Regions from separate parts of the Sus scrofa genome. Here region 1 is linked to region 2. A link is a contact called in public HiChIP or PLAC-seq data. All regions are on one chromosome and are shown on one strand. The core of a region is the stretch at or near the end of the contact, and the rest is flanking DNA. Distances in the headings are between cores, read along the strand shown. Region 1 has its middle 190 kb from the start of AHR. Region 2 overlaps LOC102158500 (anterior gradient protein 3).

What was found. HiChIP or PLAC-seq counts read pairs in DNA pulled down with a chosen protein or histone mark.
Region 1: a contact with region 2 is called in an H3K27ac HiChIP or PLAC-seq map of alveolar macrophages. The contact joins two enhancer-like sites. A contact is called at or near these places in 1 of 47 Hi-C or Micro-C datasets (embryonic fibroblasts) and 1 of 2 datasets of contacts at active chromatin or transcription factors (alveolar macrophages).

The regions. Positions count from the first base shown.
Region 1 is chr9:86,320,982-86,323,681 of Sscrofa11.1, forward strand. No RefSeq gene overlaps it. Among named protein-coding and RNA genes, the nearest start is that of AHR, 190 kb to the right of the region's middle. Within about 2 kb of position 1,345, at least 9 of the 83 cell types and tissues checked have an H3K27ac peak or open chromatin away from gene starts, as enhancers often do. A contact at or near this core is called in alveolar macrophages, where this site is marked.
Region 2 is chr9:86,123,984-86,126,683 of Sscrofa11.1, forward strand. The region is part of intron 1 of LOC102158500 (anterior gradient protein 3); the gene reads right to left. Among named protein-coding and RNA genes, the nearest start is that of AGR2, 72 kb to the left of the region's middle. Within about 2 kb of position 1,313, at least 4 of the 83 cell types and tissues checked have an H3K27ac peak or open chromatin away from gene starts, as enhancers often do. A contact at or near this core is called in alveolar macrophages, where this site is marked.

The sequences.
Region 1 (2,700 bases), core at 95-2,594, 200 kb after region 2:
TATATTGGCAGAATTCAGAGAGAACACTAATCATTCTCACATCAATCATCTGAGTTAATTAGCCATGTTATTGCATTGAATACATTTACCTTCTCAATAACTAAAATATAGGAAACTTGTTCTTTGGCTACAATATTTATTTTGTATATATTTTTTCCTGTGGAAATCTCATAATTTATAAAAATATTTAAAAAATCATTTGATGACTTATCTGTTCTCAAAAAGTATACTACAAATATCATTAAGCAACATTAAGTAGTAATTCTGACATTTTGATACACATTATAGCAATTGGCAACATATGGTACTGGAAACAGCTCTGGGCTAAAATTCAAATGATATGTTTTTTTAATTTACCCATTGTGAACGTTGGATACATGACTTAACCTACATATTTTTATTTTCTCATCTGTTAAATGGATATGTTTAACTAACTTAAGAGGTATATTTTAAGAATCAAAATGACAAATGAGGTATGCATATTGAAAACTTTGTGAAAAAGTATACGGTACATAGATATAGTTGTCCTTCAGAATCTGTAAGCAATTGGTCCCAAGAACAACCCCACTCCCTTCCACCCCAGCTTGCCTACCAACACCTGAGAATGCTCAAGTTTCTTATGTAAAATTATATTTGTGTATAATCTACACATATCCTCCCGTATATTTTAAATCATCTCTAGATTACTTGTAATATCTAATACAAAGTAAATGCTATGTAAATAGTTGCTAGCATATGAAAAATTCGAGTTTTGCTTTTTGGAACTTTCTAGAATTTTTTTTTCTGCTCTGCAGTGGTTGCCTCCATGGACATAGAACACATAGATATGGAGTGCCATTTTAACATGACAGATTGGACTCAATTGATAATTTTAATTATTTAATTTTAACCCTTTTCTGTTTTTGGCCACACTTGGCACATGGAAGTTCCTGGGTTGAGGATTTGACTCTCACCATGTCAGTGACCTGAGCCACAGCAGTGACAATGCTGGATCCTTAACCTGTTGAGCCACCAGGGAACTCTTTTAATGATGTGATGATAAGATGGATTTGGCTGAATAGGATAGGGAAAAAAATAACAGTGGCAGAAAAAATTATTTTCTCTCTCAAAACATTTCAGTGGTAGCAATCTTGGGCTAGTATGGTGGTCCTATGATATCATCACTGGCCCAGACCACTCTCATCACCCTTCTTTCTGTGGTTTCTAGACTTACCACTACATATATGAGTTCTAGCCATGAGAGCTGTCTTTTCTGTAGAATGCAGAGGAGGAAGGTGGAAAGGGCGAAAGAGTTCCCTTCCCAGCTGAGTCAACCTACTGTAAAAGGCACTCTTGGAAGAAACAAACGATGACTTCTGCTTGGCAGCTCTCCCCAGGGAGTCTGAAGAATTTAGTCTCTTAGCTGAGTTCATCAGTAGTTTCCTGTGGTCTACAAAACAAAACATCAAACTTCTGCTTTTATGTTACCAACTAGAAAAAAAATGTTGTGAAAGACATATTAGTATCCCTTCCAACTTACCCTACCCCTGAACCTCCCATGTTCCCATGTCCCACACCATCCCTGGTTTGGGGTAGGGTAGCAATGCTCAGAGAGTGTATCAGGGGTAGGCTGATGCTTAAATATATTTCAAACAGAGATACTTGGAAATAAAGAACCTGTTTTTCAATTTTCATATGGTCACTTTGATAATCTAAAAATATTAAATCCTTCATAATTTTTTTAGCAAATATTTATCGAACACTTACCATGTAGTGAATATGGCATAAAATTTTCCTACTGATTTGGAACTTATTGTGGATAAAATGGCAGACAATAAACAAGTCAAAAAATACTTCAAAATATAAGTGCTATGGAGATAACAAAATAGGTTGAACTAGGAGCAAGTATGCTATGAGTAGGGGAGTAGCATTTAGAAAGTGCAATGAAAGAAGGCTCCTTTAAGGAGGGAGAATTTGGGCTGAGATCAACAAGCAGTTTTGTAGGAAATTATAGTATTCATACTATTAACTAATGCTATTTAGCAATCTTTATAACGCAGTGGATGCAATTGCATGTGATATCTGTTCCTTTCTTCCTGTTTCTTTCCTATCCATAAACCAACTCATAGAACCAAAAAAGGATTTCCACTGGTGGGTCATGTAGGGGAAAAGAATGATGAGAACCAGGTCCACATAGACATTTCCTCCTTTTGTTGATTAGTTCTTGATCTACTAAACTGATTATTGCTTCGTATAATAATATGATATGATCAAACCGTATTAAAATGTCATTGACAACATCCCATGAAAAACTCAAGAATCCACCCACGCAGTAAGGAAGAATGTCAAGTATAATCTTTTTCCTTGTTTTCACTTATGGTAAAATGATGACATTTTGATTTTAAAATTATCTTGTTCTAAATTAGCTATTAATGTAGTTATAATGTTTTCATCAGCAAACATTTGTCTGTATCTTAAAGCTGAATTTTTTTTTTCCTGGTAGGAAGATTTGGGTTGCATTTTAGTCTTGTTAACTATTTTTAATGATGTAAAAAGTTCATTCAACATTTGGCACTTGCTGTATGCCATATACCGTACTAGCACAAAATGAGGCAAAACTAACTTAAGTATCAGGAAAAGGACCAGATTTCTGATATCCATTGCCCACTTCATGAAGTCAGATTTAAGGTGGCAGGGATGCATTTTGCTTAAACCCGCTGA
Region 2 (2,700 bases), core at 63-2,562:
TTTCATTATAACTATTATTCATATGAGCCCACAAAACCCAGAAACTCAGTAAGGAAGCACTATCAATAGGATAGACTTATGGTAGTGTTTTAGGTATTTTCCAAAAATGTATACTTGTGTAAAGGTGAGATTTCCTTCAAGAAACAGCTCATTTTGAAAATGTATGATTCTTGTAGTTTTAAGTACTAATTCTACTTTCATTTTAAACACTTTTATCTCGGCTTCAGTCATATTTTTCATGGCCAAACAAATTTTTCTGGTGAATTCCATCTGCAGAGAAAGTGAGGTTATAATCAGAAGAGCTCAGTCAGTTGGGAAGTTTGTGGGGCTGAGAGGAAGGTACTCTCTGATGCTGACATTAGGTGTCACTACAGTCAAAGAAAAACAAAGCAAGCAAATGAGCAGTGAAGTGGACCTTGAACCTGGAGAGAGGAAAAGAAAAAATTTAAATTGTTGTACAAAGTATCTGGAGAAGAACCTCCATATCCACATTGCCATGGTGAAAAAGGAACATCTTAATTTGTATTAATATATATGTGGCAACAGTGTCCGTTTTCCTAAACATTGATTAGAAACAACTACTAACTACTTGGCACATCACCCTTTTTCTTCCTCTAACAGATGATAAAACTGATAGATGGCCCCAAGGATTTTTTAAAAATAAGTTTTATTGAAGTATAGTTGATTTACGATGTTGTGATAATTTCTGCGCTACTCTGAGGATTCTTAAAGGGGAATGATCCCGATAGGTTACAAATGAGATTTTCAGACTAGTTCACTGACAGTTTAAGTCTTCTAATGAGGTGAAAGCTTCAACTTTAAATATTTTTAGAGAACTTAAACCAGGTGTTGCAAAAGTCCCTTTGCCTCATAAAAATGTGAAGCACCAAATGATTCAATGAGCTTTAAATTAAACGTTTATTTCATACTTGGAAGGAAGTTGTCATTTTTGTTTCTTCCCTGTTAGTAGCATCTGTGTGTTAAGTGTATGGTTACCAGGTATGCCTACATTTGTTTATCTGAGCAAAATATCTACAAACAATAGGAGAGAATGGCACACATCTCTTGTTTCCTTTTATTACTAGGCCACAGGGTGAACTGAAAAGTCCATCCTCCCAGCAGTATTTGCCTATATGTGTGAATTGGCACACACTGACCCCAGGGAGTTTTAACAATTGATACACCATAGGTACTGACAGATGAAATGAACGCTAGTACTGGCTAGGTGTTTAAGGGGAAAACAAATGTGCTTCATATGTGTGTGGGAGGAGACTTGAGCAATGACGACAGCATCTATTTATCGGCTCAGGGAAGAAGTATTTCTGCAATTTAACAGCGGAAATGGCTGTATCAGTACTTACTGAATATCAGCCTTGTGTGTATATATCTGGGCTTATCAAGGGCCCATAAGAGCTCTAGCTTAGACTTCAAATACTTAGTATCAAAGTTCAGTCTTGTTTCTCTCTTGATAATGGTCCCTGCTGCCAATTTTTGCTTGGGAAATTATACAAATTATTCTTATAGTGAAATTATTGTAATTTTTTCTATATTAGTTCTAGAAATTATATAGTTTTAGCTTTTATGTTTAGGTCTATCATCCATTTTTTTTAGGGGCACACCTGTGGTATATGGAAGTTCCCAGGCTAGGGGTTGAATTGGAGCTGTAACTGCCTAGCCACAGCAACTCTAGATTCCAGCCACGTCTGTGACCTACACCACAGCTCACAGCAACACTGGATCCTTAACTCAATGAGCGAGGCCAGGGATCGAACCTGCATCTTCATAGATACTAGTCAGATTCATTTCAGCTGAGCCATGATGGGAACTCCCTATAATCCATCTTGAAATAATTTTTTGGGTTGTTATAAGGAAAGGGTTGATGTTTCTGTTCTTTTTACGTATGACTATTTAGTTGTTCCATCACCTTTTGTTGAAATGACTGGTCTTTCTCCTTAGAATTACTTTGGCACATTTGTAATAGATTAATTGAACATATAGATGTGGGTCTGTCTAAGGACTCTCTGTTCTGCTCCACTAGTCTACATATTTATCTTTATACCTGTGTAATACTCTCGGTTATAATGGCTGTATGGTAAGTCTTGAAATCAGGCTGTGTAAGTCTTATTTCTATTCAAAGTTGTTTTGGTTATTCGAGAGCCGTTATCAAACACCTTTTTCTGCATCTATTGAGATGACCATATATGTTTTTTTTCTTCTGTTAATATAATAAATGACATTGACTGAATTTCAGATGCTAAGCTAACCTTACATTCCTAGTATGAGTTCCGCTTGGTCATGAAACATTATTGTTTTTATATATTGTTGGATTCAATTTGTTAATATATTTTAAAGAATTTTTGCATCGATATTTACAGCATATATTGGTTAGTAATTTTGTTTTCTTTTTTCTTTTTTTTTTTTTTTTTTGTCTTTTTGCCATTTTCTTGGGCCGCTCTCGCGGCATATGGAAGTTCCCAGGCTAGGGGTCCAATCGGAGCTGTAGCCACCAGCCTACGCCAGAGCCACAGCAACACTGGATCCGAGCCGCATCTGCAACCTACACCACAGCTCACGGCAACGCCGGATCGTTAACCCACTGAGCAAGGGCAGGGACCGAACCCGCAACCTCATGGTTCCTAGTCGGATTCGTTAACCACTGCGCCACAACGGGAACTCCTCCGTAATTTTGTTTTCTTATAA